Regions from separate parts of the Gossypium arboreum genome. Here region 2 is linked to region 1. The links are chromatin contacts, called in public Hi-C maps. All regions are on one chromosome and are shown on one strand. Each heading gives the region's core, a stretch centred on a gene start, on an enhancer-like site or on the middle of the called end of the contact. The rest is flanking DNA. Distances are from core to core; before and after follow the strand shown. Region 1 has its middle 40 kb from the start of LOC128294219. Region 2 holds the start of LOC108486785 (two-pore potassium channel 3).

The links. Hi-C and Micro-C count contacts between places; a contact is called where the count stands out from the background.
Region 2: a Hi-C map of leaf shows a contact between it and region 1, with 2.5 times the contacts expected there. The contact joins the promoter of LOC108486785 here to the enhancer-like site in region 1. A contact is called at or near these places in 2 of 5 Hi-C or Micro-C datasets (both in leaf).

What each region holds. Positions count from the first base shown.
Region 1 is chr6:23,345,597-23,352,821 of ASM2569848v2, reverse strand. No RefSeq gene overlaps it. Among protein-coding and RNA genes, the nearest start is that of LOC128294219, 40 kb to the right of the region's middle. Within about 2 kb of position 2,596, at least 2 of the 2 cell types and tissues checked have an H3K27ac peak or open chromatin away from gene starts, as enhancers often do. A contact at or near this core is called in leaf, where this site is marked.
Region 2 is chr6:23,415,067-23,422,291 of ASM2569848v2, reverse strand. LOC108486785 (two-pore potassium channel 3) reads left to right here and starts at 3,532. Exons shown (of 3, transcript XM_017791013.2): 1 at 3,532-5,039; 2 at 6,058-6,109; 3 at 6,515-7,193. The coding sequence starts at 3,862. The coding sequence ends at 6,601.

The sequences.
Region 1 (7,225 bases), core at 1,347-3,846:
TGGTTGAATATATGTAATGTATATAGGTCTTAACTATGGTTGTTTGGTCGAGAAATCATATTAAATTAACCTTTGATATGTTGGTTGATGTTAGATTATGTTTCAGGGTGGCAAAGGCTTGGTAGATAGCCTTATTTTATCCACACGAATAGACACACGGGCTTGTGTCTAGGTCGTGTGTAACACACGGTCAGCCCCATGGGCGTGTTGCTTGGTCGTGTGTCCCCTACACATAAAATTTGCAGGTCAGTATGCATGGTAGTAAACACATGGGCAGAGACACGGCCGTGTGTCTTAGCCGTGTGGAGGACACAGCCTCTGGCCACGGGCGTGTGCCTAGGCCGTGTATGACACACGGTCAGCCCTATGGGTGTGTTGCTTGGCTGTATGTCCCCTGCACGTAAAATTTGCAAGTCAGTATGCGTGGTAGTAAACACATGGACAGGGACACGACCGTGTGTCTCAGTAGTGTGGAGGACACGGCCTCTGGCCACGGGCGTGTGCCTTAGCCGTGTACCCCTTATTAGATGCTGACGACTGCAACAGAATGTCAAGGTTTTTAGACACGAGCTAGGACATGGGCGTGTCATGGCCGTGTGAGGGACACGGGCTATAAACACGGCGTGTGTCAAGCCGTGTGAAAACCCTGTAGGTTCAAATTTAGAATTTAATTCACATGGGCTCAGGGCACGGGCGTGTCCCCTTGTGCTTAGGCCGTGTGAACCACATGGGCCATTAGCACGGCCATGTCATAATAGCCACACGGGCGTGTTGCCCTTCCACACGGGCGTGTACCCTGTTTCAAGGGTCATCTGTATTAAGTCGGTTTAAGGACCCGAGTTGATTGCGAACGGCTTCTAATGAATGTTTGAAACATCGTAGGCCCATATTAAGGAGTTTAAACAAAGTTCGAAAAAGTTTTAAATTTGATCAAGTCTTGATGACTCGGAAATGTTTGAATGCATGTGTTTAAGTTTAGTAATGCCTTGTATTCTGTCCTGGCATAGGGCACGAGTGTGGAGTATTACAAATTTACCTTTCCATAGCCATTTAACCCATTTAACTAATAGATACCAACTTTTGCAACCTTTACGATTTAGTCTTTTTTACATAATTAACCATTTAAACTTTAAAATTTCTTAACGAAACTTTAATACGACCTTAAGATAATCCCTCAGGCATTAAATAAATATTAAAAAAAACTCATTAGTTGGAATTGTGGTCCCGAAACCACTGTTTTTGACACCAATGAAATTGGGCTGTTACAAGGTAGAATTTCCTTTCAGAACCCGAATGCAAATGAATTGGAGATTACTACGGATAATCTTAACATATATTAAGTCCAATCTGACCCAAATACCTCTCGAAAAATTGATAGCTTTTACCCGGTGAAAATAATGAAAACCAAAGCTAGCTATAATCTTTTTTACTTTAAAGCCATTAACCTTCGTCTCCAATAAGTTAACAATATCAAGCTTATGTTTTCTACTGTACACAAGGAAAATGTGAGAAAATTTCAAACTAGCACATCCTTGACAATTCTAGGAGAAAACTATCAAATCCATAAAAAATAAAAATAGGATTGATACCAACCTTACTGCTTGGAGTTCCCCGACCCTGATGTATGATTTCCTTTGAAAGCCTCTAGCCCTTTGTCCATTTCGGCTCGAACCGCCTTTATCACCTGAACCCTAAGTTTTGAAAAAAGAAAAATTTTTCCCACTCTCTTTTGTTATATCATCCCCCAAAGCTTCTCCATTATTTGGATTAGCATTTTCCTTGAAGACAACAACTGAGTGTTTTCCTAGGTCAAGTTTAGAATTATATGAGACCACCATCTTCCCCTCCTATTCTTCAAAGGTTGGATTAAAGTGTGTAGTGGTATTAAGGGATTCATTAGAAAAATTAGAACAATTAAAGAGGGCCTTTAATAAATTACCCAGCTGCCCATTAACGTCTAAATTTGCCACGTCCATGCCTGATTCATTTTGTTGCTCTTTTGGGTCAGAAATAATCACGACCCACCCCGAAATTTTTTTTAACTGAACTAATCCCACCAATACCAGGTCCCTACCCAACAATCAACAAAAAACCAATCTTAGCCTGCCGAATTGCTATGTCTAAAGTAGTGCTCCCAACGGTCCTCAAGCCCAAGTCTTAATCTCCCCCTTACTTTCCCCAAATTCAATATTCTCCATTGCCAAAAGCCCATTTTCCATATTAACTAAATGGCCTGCACTGTTTTTATATGGGCCAAGTCCACCACCAACCTGATGCTGGTCCAACATTGTTATTCATTCCCTACAAGACCCACCAAGCCTTGGTCCATTTACTAACAGGCTCTGACCCACCCCACTTCTTGGCTCTTTCACAGATCCAACACCTCCATTATTTAAAATAGAGGCTCCTTTCCCCAAGGTTTTTGAAACAGATTTATTAAATCACCTGATTTTAGCTCCAGATTTACCCGACATTGCCTCATTTACAGCACCATTATCTTTCTCCAGAGTTTCTAAATCATTTAGGGCCAGAAATCTCGATCCTGAACTTACTTTTTTTGAAACCCCTTCCCTTTGATTCCGCATTTTTTTCTGCCCCCGCCCATTTCTCCGCTCCACCACCATCCAAGGCTCGTACGTCGCCTCCTCATTACAGTTAACCGGCTCAGACGATCCCAAAGTCCCACTGGTTTTTTCCTTCACATTATTCGACTTCCCCACCGGTGCTGGGCACATCTCTTTCAAGTGTCCGTAATTGCCACACGAAAATCAAATGGTCGACAAAGTTTCATATTCTACCTGCTGTTATTCTCCTCTCACCCATATTCGAGACACCAATGGTCTATCAAGATTTACGAAAAACAACCATTCTAGCAAAACAAGGTCTGATTTTGCTATCTACGTTGAAATCAAGCTGGGCTACCTTGCCCACCAAACCGCCAACTGCTTCCCGAATTCTCCTTTTATACATAAATTCTGGAAGACCCGGTAATCTGATCCATGCCAGAACCACACTCGGGCAAGGTTTTTTGGAGTCGAAATATTTGGTCCATGGCTGCACAGTAAGGTATTGATCATAAATAATCCATGGTCCTTATGAAAGGAATTTGGTAAAATCTTCCATACACTGGAATTTTTCCAAAAAATACCCGTATTCAATGTCCATTAGGTGAATTGGTTTTGATGGTCGCCAAAGGCTACTGATCCGATTATGAAGGGTTGTGTATCCAATATTTCGCCTAGTAACTTTAGCGCAACCGTTGTCACCATTTCTTTAAAAAAGGATCTTTTGGATACGATGTGAGAATTCTATAGTTGGGATTCCATTGACCATAGTTTTATAACATCTTCTTCTAGAAACTCGATATCTTCAACACTATCACCTTTTGTACGTCTATTAACCTCCTCATGGTTAGAAAACCTTGTTCCAATCAACTTATGTTTCTAGGATACCTTTGGCCTCGGTTCCAAGTCCACGAACATATCAACATCCTCATCACCTTCACCATCTTTAAGTCTAACTTTTTTCGTTTCCTAATCAAGAGACGATCGAGTTTCAGAAACCCTTTCTTCACTAAAAGGAAAGACCATTGTATTTTAGACAAGCCTAATATTTTTTTAAACATATAAGCTTAATATATAAATCCACTTAAAACCCAAAACAAAACTCATTTCTTCTAAATTCTATAATTAAATAAAAAATAAAAATAAATTCTAAATTTAATTTCAACAATCTGTCACGAGTTCATTGCTTATTTATTATTGTTGTTAAAATTTCAAGAGTTCAAATGTTTATCTCTCTTTTACTTATTATGTATTGTGTTCTATTATTATTATTGTTAAAACTTTTAAAACTTTTATTATTTTTTCTCTCATTATACATTAAAATTGTAAATTACAAATAATTTAATATTTGACTATAATCGAGAAAATTGGGAATGATTAAATCAATGTTTAATTAGATTTTTAATAAGCATAAATATATTAATTGATATTTTATGTATAATTGAAAAAAATAAAATTATCTAATAGTGTTTAAGAAACACAAAACAAAGATAGTTTTATTTAATTAAAATTGAAAATTCCAAATCCAAAGGCAATTTTGTCTAAATAAAGTCTAAAAGCTTAAAAACAATATGAAAATCCAAAATCCGAACTGACTTAGTACGTTCTGATTAACTAGTTTCTTATATTCATCGGTTCGATTTTTATTTGAAAAATAAAAAATTGAATACCTTGATCTAGTTAAAAAAATTGAACCGATCAATCTCACTTTTACCATTTATAATGTTCTTATGGTAATTTAAAGAAATATCCAGTAAATAAAAAGAATTTTTTTAGTCAAAATCAAGGTATCCATCATCGTGGGTGCTCTCCAAATAGATAAGTAGTTAACCCTAAAATGTGCTTCATTCTATGGGTAAGAATTGAATCCCTAATCTCATGATTAAGAGATGAGATGAGATGAGTATTTTGATTTATATTTCTTGCAATCATATATTAACCTTGAGAATTTGTTAAATCATTTTAATGTAAAATTAATTAGTTACCATTATTTTGAAAGTTCTAATGTAAAAGAAATTGATTAAAATATAAAGGAAGAAAATTTATCCCAAAGTTAATATATACATATAATTAAATTAAAATTTAAATATTTAACATGTGTTCACATAAGAATTATTTTTCAAAAAGTTAGAGAGCGACAAAAATAAAAAATGATTACTAGTAGTAGTTTTTTCTTTTCAAAAAAAAAAAATTACTGCCAATGAGGCTTTAACTTAATAGCAAGTTTAAGACGTGAGAACTTTAAGATCTTAAGTTTGAGCCTCACTTTTTCATTTTGTGAAACCATATGAGTTCATATTTATTGTCACTATATATGGGTCTTGTATATATTTATTATTATCTAGATTTGAATATAGTTTGGTTATCATTCTAGTAGTGTTGATTTTTTGTTATAGTTGGTCGGATGTATTCCTTGTAATTCTAATTTTGATTGTACTCATAACTTCAATTAAATTATTTTTTATAATTAATTAGATTTTTATTATTTTTAATTGAATATAAAATTAAAAAATAACAAAAATAAATAGAATGATAATTAATTATTGAAGGGTAAAGTTGTCAATGTATTTTTTATCAAACCTTAGGTGATTTGAATACTTCTCAATTATTATTAATTTCGGTTCATCAGTTAATTCAATTAATTAACTATTTTTGAATCAAATAAATTAATAATTAAAATTTTAAAATATTTAATAGATTTATAATTAAATTAATTAATTTAAATTTTATAAGTAAAAAAAATCATTATGAGTTTGAAGCATAGTTTTTTTTTTTTCGTGGTTTGTGGGTAGAGTATGGGCACATGTGAGTGGCCTGCAATGGGTGTGTGGAACTGATTTTATGAGGCAAAGTGTTGAATTTGGTATTTATTCCATCCAAAAATGGCTTCCAAATTACCTAAAATGTTACAGTTTTGATTGCAAAGCCAATCATTTGAGCAATCCAATCACGTGACCTTAATATAACCAAAGATATGCTGGTCAAACCTTTAAAAATGAAGAAAAAATAAATAAATTTACCCACAAGTGCAAAGAACAAGTTCATCTTTACCTCTCACTAGGAATTGTAAGTTCATCTTTGCCTGGATGGTGTCTCTTTCCAACAAGCTCTCGTAACCGGCGGAAAGCTCGAGCTATTTCACTGTAACAGACATACTTACTTTTTCTGTTTTTGGGATGCCACGCATCACCACGAGGAGCAAACACCGCCCGAGTTTGCCACCTAAGGATTGGTCCCTCACCAGGTGGATCATCCAAGTTCTTTTTTAGGTCCGGTACAGCCATCTCATCAAATTTTGGTGGGACCTCAGCTTCCATCATCTTTCCGTATTCCATTACCATCTGATCCTCGAATTCCTTAAATTGCTCATAAGCTTCTTCAACTTCAAGCTTGCCTCATTCACACATATTGCCTAGCTCATTAAACCTGTTGGAGTTTGAGAGTACTTTAACCGGGTAAAGTAAGAGTTGCAAAGCGAGCACCAAAGACAACGTAATATACCCGGTAAAGAATGAAGGAAAAATTCTTCAAGTTCAAGCTTTAAGAGCGAAATTGGAAGGAAAACAAGAACGAACTAAAGCAAAGAAAGAAGGAGCATGAAGAATAGTTGAGAGTATTGATGAAAAAGAATTGTATTTTTTCATACATCCATCATAAATGATTGCCATTATATATATCAAAATAAAAAAAACTTACAAGTCAAATTTCTACCTAAACATACACCTACTTCCACTAAGCTTTCCAACTAACAAAAACTTAACTTGTACATTAACACAAAGTGGTTAATGACTCCATCAACATCAAATTACATCAATCAAAAAGCTTATAGCAAACTAGACTTCAAAATGAACAAAATATTAGTTCAAATCTAACAGCAACACAAAACCAAGGTTGCTGCATGCTTGTCACGAGCTTGCATGGCCAACTTCCAGCTACATTTGCTTCATACCAGCTACATGGAGATCAGCTTCAACACTCCTCCTTGAGCTCCATGCTGCAAACTCCCATGAGCTTCCTTAACTTGTTGAATCTCGACACACCAAGACCCTTGGTCAAGATATCAGCAATTTGATCCTCCGAATTGCAATGAACCAGCTTTATTTCACAAGCTTGCTCCATCTCCCTTATCACATGCAGCTTTATGTCAAAGTGCTTAGTTCTACCATAGAAGACAGGGTTCTTTGCAATTGCAACAGCAGATTTATTGTCACAAAGTATCTCTGTTGCTTCTACTTGAGATAAGTTCAAATCAGCTAAGATTTTCCTCAGCCAAATAGCTTGTTTACTGCACTTCTCTCAAACTTCAAACTAAGCAGATAAGAGTCAATTCTAGCATACCATGCTCTGGGTGCTTGGTTTAGGCCATATAAGGCCTTTCTTAGTTTGTAAACCCAGTCTTCCTTGCCAGGTACTTCAAATCCCTCTGGTTGCTCGACATAAATTTCCTCTTCAAGGATTCCATTTAGAAAGGCCGATTTCACAACTAGTTGATAGACATTCCACTGCATATGAGCAGCCAATCCAACAATCAGCCTAATTGTATCCAATCTGGCAACAGGAGCATATGTTTCAAAGTAATCGAGTCCATATTTTTGACTGAATCCTTTTACCACAAGTCTAGCCTTCAGTTTATTCAGACTTCCATCAGCATTCTGCTTGGC
Region 2 (7,225 bases), core at 2,283-4,782, 69 kb before region 1:
TTATAATGACATGTATGGGGTGATCTGTAAATGGTATTATGGTGCATGTGTTAATGGTGTTTTGGTATGTATAAGCTTTGGTAAGCTATATTGGTTTGGTATACCTTGATGCCTTACCAAGTTATGTGATTTTGGTTACTTTAAAGTGCTTGTGTATAAGGTTCTCTTGGCATGTTGATAATGGCTTGAAAATGGTTGCTTGTGACATGATTTAGTTCATATTTGAACTAGGTTAGTATGTATGGAAATGACAAAATTAACATGTTTTGGATGTTTGAAATGGTATTTAGTGAAAGTGTAAATGGCAATTTGGTAAGTTTGAGCCTTGGTGTTTATGTATGGTTGATGGACTTATAATTCTTGTTAAGTTAAGTTTCTTTGATCACTTTTAGGTAAATGATGTGCATGGTCTCTTGGTATGAGATGTTGGCTTGGTAATGGTTATTTATGTTGTGGTTAAGTACATAAAGGAATTAGGTCTTTATGCATGGAATTAAGTAATATTAACTTGTTTTTGTAAATAGTGTTTGGATGTAATTGTGGTGCCTTTGAATTGCATATTGGTTAGATAATTAAGTTGATTGAGTTGGCATGATATTGTGTATTTGAATTATGCTTTAGTACCTTGAAAGTGTGCACAATGGATTCAAAGTTTATGTATGAATTGGTTAGGAAACAACTTGATTTTAGGTGAATTTTTTAGTCCACACAGCCTGAGACATGGGCATGTGACTCAGTCGTATAAGACACACGGCCTGGCACACGGCCGTGTGGGGCAACTCAGAGAGTTACATGGCCTGTCACACAGGCTGGGACATGACTGTGTGTCCCTAGTTCGAAAGTTATACAGCTTGAGACAAGGACGTGTGTCTCAACTGTGTGACCTATTCTTTGCAAAATTTTGCATCTTTTTCGTAAACTTTTAAAATTGTTTCCAATTTGTCCCGATTTGCTTCTAAGATATTTTTAGGGCCTCGAGAGCTCAATTTAGGGACAATATGCATGTATATAAATAGTTTATGATATGTTTAAGTTTTTGAAAAATATTATGATGCATGGCTTTCGGCTGATCGATAATACTTTGTAACCCTAATCCGACGATAGATACGAGTTAGAGGTGTTACAGTGTAACTGCATTCTGGTACTGTAAGCCAATTTTACAAATTGACGACATATTGCTATACGAAAGATACGAGCATAAGTTCTTATTAGTTGTTGTATAGGATGGTAACCAAAGAATCCTTCCAACATCTTTTGCAATAACTCCGGAAGAATCCGGTGGTGACTGAGATTTCTTCTTAACTAACTTGAGAAGGCATGTTGTGCCACAACTCGATGTATGCATCATTTTCGACAGGTGCACCGAAATACAGTTTGTGCTAGATTGACGTTCAAACATATGAGATCGTGCACACCATAGGTATTTTTTGCATCACATAGGGTCTAACTACATAGGTCGATACCTTAAGGATGTGGAGCAGCAACTTGTCATTAACATAGGTACGTTGTGCATAAAATTGGTTTCTTGTAAAATAATTTAAGATATACATTTGGGTCACTTTTATTGAATGCATTATTGATTGTCATCGATAGGGTATGAGCTTGTTTGACATCGATTCTATGAAATGTTGGAGAGACTACGGGCTCTAAGCTAATCGGGTGCGGAGTACCTTGATGGGATACCGAAGGAGCAGTGGACGCAATCATATGATGGAGGACTATGATATAGACACATGAACACGAACCTATCGAAATGCATTAATTCCGTATTGAAAGGGATGCGTAATATGCCTGTAACCTCGATGGTCAAGGAAATGCATTTTCGATTAGTAGCATTATTGCCAAAGTAGGTTAAACATACCTGGGACAGATAAAGGGCGGTCACGTTTGGTGTAAGTCGGTGCTGAACGATATTGGGGAAAATGTAGAAATTACGAACTCAATAACTTTAGTGTGTCACTTATGGCCAAATCTAATCTTCCGAGTTAAGTAGCCCCATAAACCCGACCGTGGAGTTATCGATGGAGCGTACTATACAGACCAGAGACAAATGACTTGTGACTGTGGGAGATTTTAAGCACTTCGTTATTCATGCAAACATGTAATTGTGGCATCTGCCTTGGAACATATAAATGACCTACGTTGATGAATTTTACAAACTTGAAAGCGTGTGTAATGTTTGGAAATTTGAATTCCCACCTATCTCAGATGAAAGCATGTGGCTGCCTAACTCGCACGCTCCTTTCGAGTTGGTACTAGATAAGAACTCTCAGTGCAAGCCGAAAGGTTGAGCAAACTCAACTCGGATATGAGGCAATATCGATATTCAGGAGCGGGGAGACACACAGAGGTTATGTGATTATTGTAGGAACCCAAGGCATACGAAGCCAACATGTCCACACAACTCGGGAGCATCGAGGAGAAAAGCTAATTAAAACACTAACTCATATAGTGAAAACACAAACTTATTCATTTATTCATGCCATTTTTTTTTGTAAAGTGTATGTTAATATTAATTATTGAAGTAAGATATATTACAATACGCAAGTGAAAGTTTTAATTTTTTTCCGTATTGACATTCTATTCTTTCCTTTCTTAAAATATTAGGGTGAACAAATGAATAGAGAAAAACTTAAATGAAAAACTAACATAAATAATTGTAAATTTTAAACTCACAATATGATATGATACAAAACAAACCAATTTAATAAACAAGTTTTGTATATTGTAAATAAATATACATTTGGGATGTAAAATAAAGTATACAATTTGGGAAAATTAGAAAAAATTGAAAATTGGCGATTAAAAATTGAGAATGGAAGAATGAGTATTGAATATTTGGTCGAAAAGAATGAAGTTTGGAGGGACTTATATAGGAAATTTTATAGCTGTTGGAAAAATTATCGTTGAAAGGAAAACGCGTCTTACAAGACGTTTTTTCATTGATGTGGTAAAGAAAACGCATCTTGCAAGACACTTTTTTTTCTCTCTTCAAAAATAATATAAATCGATAAATTTTTAAAAAATCAAGATAGTTTGTTGATTTTTTTTCAACATATTTACATAAATCTGCCGAAGGTGGACCCTGCTTTAAATCTCATAATCGAAGACTTATATGGGGCTTGTAGAAAAAGCCGAGCCCAATCCTGGGTTGGTCATTCGAAAGCCCGAGTGACACTGAACTGGCCTTAATATATTTGGTGAACCCCAATACTTTTGACATTGGTAACGTAAAATTCTTCAAATTTTTTAATAAAAATTTTTATAAATAAGAATATTTGAGCCCACAATACATAAATATTTCAAATATCACAGAATACTTGGAACTTGATCAAAATTTGTATTCAGTGTGTTGGGTTGGCACTTGGCATGGCGGCCCAATCAAACATCCCCTGGATTGCCACCACAGCCGTTTTTCCCTCGACACTTTCTTCATTTGAATCATTGGCAGCTTCTTTTTTTGAACAACAAAAAGAAGAAAATTATATTAATAATAATACATTTAAATAAATGATTGGAGGTGGTTCAGTGAATAGCATAAGTGGTTAAAAGGAATAATTTGTATTTTTTTTTAAAATGAAAAAAAATTCCCAAAAGGCAAGAGAGTAGAAGACTTTCTCAAGTTCTCCCTCGTCCATGTTGTATGTTGTAGACACAAAACACCATCACAATTATACGCGCAATCTCTCCTCTATTTGCTCATACGGAACGGATGTACTTGAAAAACCACTCATCTTGTTCCTTTGTTCACTTGAGATTTTTTTTCTACCACTAGTTTCTTTCCTTTGTCTTTATCTCCTTCATACATCGCAATCCCAGAAATAAATCCCCCCCCCCCGAATCTTTTTGTTTCTTCAGACAATGGAAAATGATCCTTTGCTTCTGTATGCAAGTCCCCGGAAGAAACCAACGCCGCCCACACCTCTCTTTCCCCTCCCTGAACACGATGAAGTCTCTCTCCCTGTCTCTTTAACTCCATCTGAGCTTAAAGATAGACTCATCTTTGGTCCTTCTCCTCCTCCTTCTTCCTTTTCTCCCATTGATTCTTCTCCCATCTTTGATGCCTTAGCTTCATCTCTTCAATCCCCCCGACCTTCTTCTTCTTCTTCTCCTCCTCAAGACACTGTTGTAAATCTCCAAGACCCTCTTTTGCAGCCAACCCAACTTAATTCACCCACTCCAGCACCAGCTTCATGGTTAATTGACCCAGATTTCATATGGGAAAAATCCAATCTTCACAGGTCCAAAACGGCACCTGCCATGGCTGTTTTAAATGATGTCATCCGCTCTTCAATTCCCAAACCTCAACTGGGGTCTCAATCCATTGTAAGACAAGCTTTTGTGCTTTTAGTCTTGTATTTAACTTTGGGTGTTGTTATCTTTTGGTTTAATAGGCATAATTTCTTGGGTAATGAAACTCACCCGGTTGTCGATGCATTGTATTTTTGTATTGTGACAATGTGCACAATTGGATACGGTGATATTATCCCTAATAGTGTGGCAACCAAGTTGTTTTCAATATTATTTGTGTTGGTCGGATTCGGTTTTATTGATATTTTGCTTAGTGGGATGGTTAGCTATGTACTTGATTTGCAGGAGAGTTATTTGTTGAGAACTGTTGAACATGAGGGTCAAAAGAAGGACTCTGCGAGATCTTATATAATTGATGTCAAAAAGGGGAGGATGAGGATAAGAATGAAGGTGGGATTGGCATTAGGAGTTGTGGTTCTTTGTATTGGAATTGGTGTTGGTGTTATGCATTTTGTTGAGAGGCTTGGGTGGTTGGATGCTTTTTATCTTTCTGTTATGTCGGTCACTACAGTTGGCTATGGGGATAGAGCATTTAAGACATTGCCTGGTAGGATTTTTGCTGCTATTTGGTTGCTTGTTTCCACTCTGGCTGTTGCTCGAGCGTTTCTGTATTTGGCTGAGGCTAGAGTGGATAAGAGGCATAGGACAATGGCGAAGTGGGTGCTTGGACAGGACATGACTGTCTCGGAGTTTCTTGCCGCTGATATTGACAACAATGGTTTTGTGAGGTATGCTGTTTTATGAAATTTGGTTAGTACTTGAACTATGCATCTTCATCTCCTCAAGTTTCTAGTAGTTGTATGCTTTCATGCAATAATACCTGACAGGTTAATATACTAATTTCGGAACTTACTGTAGTTTCCTCCTTTTCCTTTATAGCTGTTGTAGTCTTTAGTTCACCAGTTGACATTTTAATGAAGTTTGAAGAACTCATATTGGGATTCACTGTTGATTTATTAACATGCAATTGCTTAAATTCTTAAATAAAAGATTCTCACTGCCAAGAACTTTTAATGCATCACTTTTCAAAATGGAATAGATTTTTCTTCCAAGGCCCTCTTTGTTGGGATTGCTTTATATTGTGCTATTCAAACGATGTGTCTATCTTGTGAATACAATTTCAATGCAACATCTGCTATGCGTGTAATTTGCTCCGTCTGCTAGGTTATGCATATGATCTTCTCAATTGAAATATGATAATAATCTTCACTTTCTATTACCCCTTTGCAAACATGTTGAAAACACCACAAAAATGTGCCTGAATGGTAACTTTCCTTTTTGAAACTAAGGCATAAAAACCAGAAAAAAAAACCAATCCCAGAAAATTGGGATTAAGTACCGTATTTGAGTTATATTTAATATGCATCCCTATGTTTCTCTGACTTTCCATTTTTCTTTTTGAGTACCTTTGTTCAATGCCTATACCTGAGATATCTTCGAACATGAGTGTGGGGATATGCCCAAATACATGGGAAGATTTTGAAATAACAAAAGTGAACACACCTGTGTCTGACACTCACCCAAGTCCTAGTAACATAGCTATAATGTTTGAAGCTTTGATTAGACTACAGAACTGTATCTTTATATATGAGGGACTTTGATATACTTTATTGAGGACAAACTAAAACAATTAAATTATACTGCTTCTCAGTCATACTGCTAATTTTTGGGTTCAGTGTGGTTTATCTGTGTCTTATGGACTACATTTTATGAATTACCTCAGATGTATGGTGTACATGGGTGTAGGTTATTATTATCAAGTGCAGTGCATAGTTGCTTCTGGATGCTTCTAATAGGGGTACTTTCCCTCTTTTACCCATTACTTGTAATTGATTCAGTGTTTCATTAAGGTGTTTCCAGTTGTAAGCTCATAATTCTTCTGATTCTCTATCTGGTTCTTTTCTGCTTTACCGACTTGAGTGCAACATCCTAGAAGGCTTTGATAATGTCACGATGATTGAAGTCCTTAAGGAGTTACATCATTTGACTAGATTTTTTTCGAACTGGATACTCTATATTGTTTTGTTCTGTCTTGTTGCATTATCCTCAAAACATTCTATTACTTAAAATGGTCTTGGTATTTTGTATGCTGATATCTGTCTTGGCCTAAATTTCCTAATCTTTCTCAAATTCCATTTTTATTCTCAATGTTGTTGCTTTCTGTTCATTTCCCATTGAATTTAATGTCGGTTTATATGTCCAGCAAATCCGAGTTTGTGATATACAAGCTCAAGGAGATGGGGAAGGTATCAGAAAAAGACATCATGCAGATCAGCGAGAAGTTCGATAGGCTAGATGCTGGCAACTGTGGGAAGATAACTCTTGCTGATCTTATGGAGCATCATCATTAATCTGCAAGAAACCTTGCTTATAATCATCGTTATGATACGGCGAAGGTGGCAAGGACGGTCATGGATGACATTGAATCATCAACTGCAGAAATGGCAGTGGTTAGAAATCAAGGCAAGCAACAATGACGGTTTATTCGAATCTTCATGCATGTTGACTTGGTCCTCTTGCTCATCCCATAATGTCTTATTCCATAGATGAGCCGTCTACCTTCCCGGTGTAGTTCTTTCTTTTGGTTTTAGGGTTAGAAACTCGGCACGACAATCCTGGGATGCATCATTCACCAACTTGACTAGTGGATAAAACCCTTTTGTTGGTCGGACTAAGTCGGGCTTGTTGAGTGGTGGGCCTATGTTTCCTTAGCGGAATACATGTGTATAATATGGGCATGTTTAGTTTAGGTGGTTGGATAAGCACCTTAGGAGTATGTCCGAATATATGTTCTATTTAGGTGGTTGGTTGGATTGGATGAGTTGCCTATGTAAAAGTATATGTTGATGCCAGTTTTTTATGAAAATGAATTTTGTACAAAAGAGATTTGTGGATGTAGACAAATTGCGTTTAT